3 separate regions of the Gossypium arboreum genome follow, and regions 1 and 3 are each linked to region 2. The links are chromatin contacts, called in public Hi-C maps. All regions are on one chromosome and are shown on one strand. Each heading gives the region's core, a stretch centred on a gene start, on an enhancer-like site or on the middle of the called end of the contact. The rest is flanking DNA. Distances are from core to core; before and after follow the strand shown.

What was found. A called contact is a pair of places that touch in the nucleus more often than the background predicts.
Region 1: a contact with region 2 is called in a Hi-C map of leaf, with 5 times the contacts expected there. The contact joins the promoter of LOC108465020 here to the promoter of LOC108465021 in region 2. A contact is called at or near these places in 2 of 5 Hi-C or Micro-C datasets (both in leaf).
Region 3: a contact with region 2 is called in a Hi-C map of leaf, with 3 times the contacts expected there. The contact joins the promoter of LOC108465036 here to the promoter of LOC108465021 in region 2. A contact is called at or near these places in 2 of 5 Hi-C or Micro-C datasets (both in leaf).

Annotation. Positions count from the first base shown.
Region 1 is chr11:28,830,249-28,832,948 of ASM2569848v2, forward strand. LOC108465020 (geranylgeranyl pyrophosphate synthase, chloroplastic-like) reads left to right here and starts at 1,341. Exons shown (of 1, transcript XM_017765322.2): 1 at 1,341-2,700. The coding sequence starts at 1,692.
Region 2 is chr11:28,364,869-28,367,743 of ASM2569848v2, forward strand. It overlaps LOC108465021 (probable NAD(P)H dehydrogenase (quinone) FQR1-like 2), which reads left to right and starts at 1,487. Exons shown (of 2, transcript XM_017765323.2): 1 at 1,487-2,266. The coding sequence starts at 1,710.
Region 3 is chr11:28,697,066-28,699,792 of ASM2569848v2, forward strand. LOC108465036 (NEDD8-conjugating enzyme Ubc12-like) reads right to left here and starts at 1,404. Exons shown (of 6, transcript XM_017765340.2): 1 at 1,163-1,404; 2 at 499-612; 3 at 159-267. The coding sequence starts at 607.

The sequences.
Region 1 (2,700 bases), core at 91-2,590, 470 kb after region 2:
AATAATATTCAAAAATTGAAATTAACCCTTATCATTTTCATTTGTTCGACGGAGATATGTTTATAATCGAGACGAATTAATTCCCCGGCCATTGCTAACACGATCAAATATCTTAGAAATTATAAAAAAAATAATACTAATTTAGAAAAAAATTAAAGGAAATAGTTAATTAAAGAGAGCTTTGAGAAATTTAGGGAGAAATTTGAGAGATTTTTTTAAATTTTTGGAAGAAATGTTTGTGTGAAAAAAATAAGAGGGGGTTTTATATATATAAGTTTTACCGTTGGACTCCCAACAGGCAAAATTTTAAATGACCCTGAGGATAAAAAACATGGGCTAAAACGCTTCCCTGAGGGAGCGCTTGTGCCATGTCAGCAAAGCGCGTCCACGTTAGTGCGTTTTTGCTGACATGGCAAAAGCGCTCCTTCAGGGACATATTTTGCTAGAATTTTCTCTTAAAACACTCCCATGTAGATGCATTTTAGTATTTTCGGTCATTCCGGTAAATAATAAATAAAGTGACCTATTTCTTTAAATAAAGTAAAAAATGGGCATTTCTTAATAAAATGGTCAATTTTACACCCTTTTAAGGCAATATATATATATTATTTCATGTTTTCTTGTCATAAAAAGGGAAAAAAATCCCGCCAAGATCTCAATTCCTCGTCTTATTAGTGTATGGCTAGAATCTAGTCTACTATATAACCTTTTCTTAAAGAAAATTTTTAAATTAGGAAACCTTGAATTTCTTTTTTCTGAATGGGATCTTCATCTTAATTAGAGAATCTTGATTTCAAGTGGGCAGTTTTGTTGTTTTTAGAATTTGGTTGTGGACAAAATTCAATTATCAAACCCATCTTTTCTAGAGATAGCAAATGATTTGTTTTGTTCGATCAAATGATTATTTTATGTTTTATAGAAAATGATTATTTGATTATATTTGTTTTTTACAGAATATTTAAAATTATTTATATTTTTTCTTAATTTAATATGATAGTGTATTTAGAATTATATGGTGTTTTTATGATTTTATATTATATGTTATCAATGAATGTTTTTAATGTTGGATTTTGACTAAATTTCTTAAAAATATGAAATCTAAAAATGATATTTTTTCTGTTAAAAAATAAATTTTGAAATTATACAATAATTTAACATATTATGCCATGCCATTGCATGGGCATACAAACTGTGTTGTAATATAGTCGATAATAAACGCTGTATTATTTATTATATTATTTAACAAAAAACTCATAATTTATTATTGGATTTGAAGGATAAATAAAAAAATTGAGGATTATAATAAATAAGTAATTGGTGGGGCGTTAGAAAAGATGCCGATGCTACAAGATGCCCAGTTGCCCACCCAAATCCCAAAATCCAATCTTTGTCCTTCTTTGGCTCTCATTAAAAACTAATGCTCATCCAATCTCCATTGCCATTGCCAGTGCCATTGCCATTGCCATCAATATTTTAGCTTTTCTTCCCCCTTTTCCTTCTCCCTCATACATAAGAGTACTAACATTTTCGTCCAACTTGTCATTGCAGGGCTGCAGAATTCAATCTTTAAGTATTTGAAAACTGGAAATTACGTTAGAATTTGCTACTTTTATTTGTTTCTTGGTTCTCTATTTTCATCCCCGTCGAGCTGTTATTGTGCTTCTGAAATCGAAAAAACCCAATCTTTCAAAATGGCTTCATTGAATCTGGGTTATTGGGTTCAGTCTTACTCCATGTCTAACCAAGTTTCTTCCATATCCAAATCCTTTCCTTTACTTAGATCTCTTCCCTTCAATCCTCTCACAACTCAATCATCTTCTACCCTGAAAAAAGTGAACTTCACTTCTCTTCCTTCCATTACCTCAGTCCTTACCAAAGAAGACATTGTCAAGGAAGAAGAACAAGACCCTCAAAAGTCAAGCTTTGATTTCAATTCCTACATGCTTCAAAAAGCAAGTGCAGTTAACCAAGCCTTGGAATCTGCTGTTTCACTCCGTGACCCTGTTAAAATCCACGAAGCAATGCGGTACTCCCTTTTAGCAGGTGGAAAAAGGGTACGTCCGGTGCTTTGTTTAGCAGCCTGTGCACTTGTTGGTGGCCGGGAATCCATGGCTATGCCCGCAGCTTGTGCTGTTGAAATGATCCACACCATGTCTTTAATCCACGATGATTTGCCTTGCATGGACAACGATGATCTTCGTAGAGGAAAACCAACCAACCACAAAGTTTTTGGTGAGGATATAGCTGTGTTAGCAGGGGATGCTCTTTTAGCTTTTGCTTTTGAACATATAGCTGTTTCTACAGTTGGTGTTCCGCCTTCCAGGATTGTAAGAGCTGTTGGGGAATTAGCCAAAGCTATTGGAGGGGAGGGGTTGGTGGCTGGTCAAGTCGTGGACATAATTAGTGAGGGGCTAACAGATGTGGGATTGGATCATTTAGAATTCATTCATGTTCACAAAACTGCTGCTTTGCTCGAAGCGGCAGTGGTTTTGGGCGCCATTGTTGGAGGTGGATGTGATGAGGAGGTGGAAAAGTTAAGGAAATTCGCAAGGTGCATTGGGCTTTTGTTTCAGGTTGTGGATGACATTCTTGATGTAACCAAGTCGTCTAAGGAATTAGGGAAGACTGCAGGGAAAGATTTGGTGGCTGATAAAGTGACTTATCCAAAGTTGATGGGGATACAGAAATCAAAGGAGTTTG
Region 2 (2,875 bases), core at 237-2,736:
AACTAAAATAACAATGTTGTAATAAACTTGAATTTAACAAAATAATTTTAATAATATTAACAATTAAATTCTATTTTAAAATTTGAAAAGTAATTCAAAATTTATGAACAAGACTTATGGTGTATTTTAACAAAAAGTATAATTACAACTAAAGTTGGATATTGTTATATATTTATATCGTGAATTTTTATATTAAACAACTAAACCAATCTCATATAATTTATTTTCATTAATTAACGATAAATTTTATTGTTAAAATATGTCATATGTTCTTGTATTCTTTATAAATTTAGAATTTAATCTCTGTACTTTTATTTGTAGGAATTTAGTCTTTTACTTCTTTTTAAAATTTAGATCCAATTATTAAGCAGTTAAATTTTTTCTTTTAAATTCATTGGAGTGAAATTTTAAAATAAAAGAAATACCTATTTAGTAGCAATATAATTAAAAGAGATACTGTAATGAACTTTAATTTAATAAAATAATTTTAATAGTATTAATAATTATATCTAAAATTTGAAATCGGGACTAAATTTACTGAAATATGGATGTATTTTAACCTAAAATATTTTATAGACAAAAGAGTAGGTGATTTCATTTGTTCTTTTTTTTTTTTTAATGAACATGATACACTCAATCTTGATTAACGTGACAAAAAAGTAATCAAAATTAAAATCCAACCATTTAAAAGCAAAGCTTCAACTCAACTCCGAGTCAATGGTGATGTGATTGGAGGATAAGTCCTACACCAACTTATTATAAAGTTAAAATTTGTCGAAATTAATAAATTAAACAACATCGTTATACTTAAAAAAATTCAAGACACGCGTCGAACTACGAAGTCTTTAAATCTACAACTAAAACTATTTATTTTTCTCACCTAATTTCTGCAAAATTGAAAAGCTTAAAATGCCCCGCAAGTCTTTCTACTTTTCAAAATTAGAAATTTATTCATTATACTTTTATTTTATGGAATTTAATGTCCCTACTTTTTAGATTTTAAAATTCAGGTCTAATTGGTAACACCATTAACTTTTTTGTTAAATTCAAGTTAATTATAAAGTCATTTTTTAATTACATGGTCACCAAGTGAACATTTTTTTATTTGAAAAATATCACAATAACAAATTTAACAATGTTAATATTTGGACATGAATTTTAAAATTTGAAAAGTAGAAGGACTAAATTCCATGAAATATAAATACAGAGACTAAATTCCTAATTTTGAAAAATACATGGAGTTGTGACATATTTTAACCAAATAAAACGATATTATTAATTGTGTCAAAAAGAATATTAATACATTTTAAGGCTAAATGCATAAAACTTCCTAAACTATAACTCAATTGAGTGGTTGAATACTAATTTAGATTAGTCATAGATTAGATTTATAATAATAAAAATAAGTGTACATATACTATAAACGGCTGAGATGCAGGGATGATAAAAGTGGTGAATTTCAAGTAATATCCTAAAACTTTTTAGGTATGAAAGTGATAATAGTGAATAACTTGGGGCACCATTTGAATGTTTAAGCCAAATAGATATTATATTTATAAGTTGGTAAAAAAGCGTGCGAAACAGCGAATCTTCTTCTTCATCTATGTTTGGAGTTTGAATACAAAAAGAAAGTAAGGTTAAGCCTTTTCATTAATCCTCAAGCTTTTATTTTTGCCCATAAGTCTACTCCCAGTTTCCCTTAATCCTCCATGGGCAAAGGCGGAGGTTGTGTCCCAAGCAAAAAGAGACAACCTTCCTCTGCCGAAGGCTCTGCCACTGCCACTGCCACTACCGCCACCAACAACGCACCCATCGAAGCCGATGAAGAAACTCACGAAACTGCCAGTGTAGCTGTGAATTCTACGAATGCGCAATCAGTTACCGCCACTTTAAAAATCTTTATTGTTTACTACTCCATGTATGGTCACGTGGAGAAACTGGCCAAGCGGATGAAGAAAGGGGTCGACGGCGTGGAAGGTGTAGAAGCGGTTCTTTATCGGGTTCCCGAGACGCTCCCGGATGATGTGCTGGACCATATGAAGGTGCCGTCGAAAAACCCCGAGGTTCCAGAGATTAAAGCGGCGGAATTGGCGGAGGCGGATGGGGTTCTGTTTGGGTTTCCGACGAGGTTTGGCTGTATGGCGGCTCAGATGAAGGCGTTTTTCGATTCCAGTGGACAGCTTTGGAAGGAGCAGACTCTGGCCGGGAAGCCAGCTGGGTTCTTTGTTAGTACTGGAACTCAAGGAGGCGGCCAAGAGGCCACCGCGTAAGTTGGAATTTTGATTAACTTTCTCTGTTTTTGTTGCAATGGTCGACAATTTCCATAAATTTGGTTACTTTAGATAATACATTGCTCCCCAAACCCCTCCACATCAGCAGAGAAATTTTCATCAATAATGTCGTTTTCCTTCTCTTTACCTTTGTTCTTTCCTGAATTTGTTATCTCACAAGAGAAATCTAAGAAAGTTGGATCATGGAAAATACCTCGTAGATGATTCATGTTACCTAGTTTGACATCTAGAGTTGAACAAAGTGTTTATCGTTTAGCTCAGAGGTTACAAGTTATGGTAGATGTCTCATGAGATCAAATAGATGAAGATACAAGTTGGCTATAATAGTAAACTTATCCTATAAATTTATGTTTACTTGTAAGTGCTAAGATTTATCTTGAATCTGCGTAAGTTGGATGGTTTTGGTTGCATTTCAGAGGCTTTGTTCTTTCTATTACAAGTATGCTGAATCCTTTAATTTGTAGGTTTTATTTTAAACAACTACGGTTTAACTCTTAGCTTAGATTAAAACGTAAGACAATTGCTTCCAGTTTTACTCATGGCTAGGTTTTTACCATTTAAAGTAGATGATTTTAATGTCGATG
Region 3 (2,727 bases), core at 154-2,653, 330 kb after region 2:
CTTGTTATAGCATTATTAATATAAGAAGATGAACGTAAAAAAACTCTTATAAGCATGTCATGTCTTCTCCAATAAACAAAAACTTTAACCAAAAAATTTGTGCTAGAGAGCAAAAGAAAACTTGTGTTAAAATAAGAGGCATGAAAGAAATTCCTTACAAATAATATCCTTCATCGGGTCGAATTGAAACCTCAAAATTCATCAGGTTATCCTTTCCATTTGGAAATGTTATAGCACAAGATTTGGGTAGGTTAAGCTCAGAAATATCTACACGTAGAAAGACAAAATAAAACATGAGAATCACACTAGGATCAAACACCAGATGCTCTTGAGCCAATAGATTCAGTGCTAGAACAACATATAGTTGAATAGATCAGTAAAGCTAAAGAAAATTAGCAATAACACACCAAAAGCACCAAATCATAAAAAATAATGGATCTCTATCACAGAACTAAAGGAAATTTAAACAATTCAATCCATTATATATGTGAAGCAAACCTTTGTGCAAACGCAACTCTCCTGGACTTTGCTTTTTAGTAGGAGCTCCCCCATTTGCATTTTCAGCAAGTTCTCTCTGCTTTTCCTTTACTTTAAACAGCCGAATCATAACTCCTACATATATATTAAAATTTAAAGTGAACCCATTCATTTCCATAGCCTTAACATCAAATTCCAGTTACCGCAGCAAAGCAATATCCATTCAGAATCTAAAGATTCAAAACCAAAGCATTAAAACAAAAACATTTGTTCTTAACAAACCCTAACTGAAAAATCTAGCCTTTATTATCAAACTCGATTTCCATACTTTTGAGCTGTTGACGATCAGAATCCATTTTCTTTTAATAAGACCACTCATTTACCTGATCCGAAGTTATTTTAACTAGACTAATTTAAAACTACTTAAAAAAACAAAAGAAGTGCCTCTTTTTTTTCCCCATCTTTGCAATAATAGAATTTGAACAACAAAAAGAGATTCAAAATGAAATTAATTCTAACAGATCATAATTCATGATACAACTAGTTGCAAAAATAGAAGAGATCGTTAAAGAAAAGAGAAAATGAATCTAACAAAAGACTTAAGTAATCAACGCCGATTAAAAGAGCAAGTGAGAAAAAAAGAAAAAAAAAGGTAGTGTGTTGGATTTATGATATTGTAACAAACCTGTTGGAGGAAAAGCCGAAGAAAGAAAAGAAGGAACTAAGGGATCTTTATTGTTTTAAAGAAAAAAGCAGAAACTAAGGGGAAATTGATGAAGAGAAGGGACAAAAGGAGGGGGTTTTGGATATGGATGCCTGAAGGAAAAGTAAAGGAAAGAGAGAGAAAGGAAATGACACGAAAGCTGGAGTGGAGGATGGACCCACTTGTTTTGTTTTTTTCTTTGGTGAAAAACTAGCGTCTGCAGTTTTGCGGCCTTATATTTGTAATCAAACCAATGTGCTTCAAAATTCAACGACATTTCACCTATATTTTTAATATTCACTTGCATTTATTGCGAATCAGTGGGAATACAAAGTATTTTTAGCAATCCAATCCCAAGTGTCATTTTAAATTTTGTTGTCTAATTTGATTGTCGAGGAGGAGATCACTTGCCACTGTGATCAAATCATAAATTATTATGCGATGCTCGCTTTAAAAGCCTAAGAGTTGAAGGCTGCGTCACAATCTAGCTTGAGATATCCAGGGGAGTTAGAGCAAGCCCCCCTGAACTCGATGAAATCATGAAAAACATCATTCCCATATTGGATTGGATCCTTTGCTATTCCTTCCCATGTTTACTAATAATTCCATGATATAAAGTTTTGCCCAAGGGAAGAATTTGATACGAAAAGGAGGGGGGAGGGGAGACCACTGGTGGTAGGGAGCTGAGAGAGGGACGGGGAGAGAATTTTTAAATGCTACATTTAACCAAAAAAAAAAAAAGTTTAAGTGAACACATATATAATTTAGAAGGTAATTTTTTAATTAAGTCTTGAAAAAAAATAAAGGATGAGAGGATAGCTTGAGGGTACTATTTTAGGAAATAATTTACCATATACAATCAATCATGTCATTTATATATAAAAACTTTAATGGTTTTTCTTTTATTTTTTAAAATTAAAAAATTACATTTATTTTAATTATTATTTACCTTAAATATATAAGATCAATATGATATGGAAACAATGACTATTCCATGACCATAATTTTAGTATTTAATTTGAAACAATATATGAATATTTATCAATTTAAATAAAATTATAAACCATATAATGCTAAGAATTTAAAAAAATTAAAATTTTAATATCTTAAATTTGGAAATAAAGAATGAATAAAATAACTTCAAAAATAAAAGTGCATAAAAGAAATACTAAAAAACTTATAGGAACGGTCTTGTTATTGGCATGTAATATCTTAAATTTGTGTTATGTGAAAAAATAATTTAACAACTGTTATGTCATTACACAATATTATTTAGTATTTTATTTGATTTTAATAGAATTAAAAGATAAATCTTAAAATTATATATAAATTTTGATTAAATATATAATATTACATAAATTTCTATTTTACGTAGTTTTATATATAAAAATTTTTTATTTAATTTTCACAAATTAATGATATAATCATCTATATAGAAACATTTTACTTTTACATACAGCATACACAAATAATTATTTTTATCTAATAAATAAATTAATTAATGTATTTATTTTTTAAATATATAGAGTTCAATCAAAATTAATGTT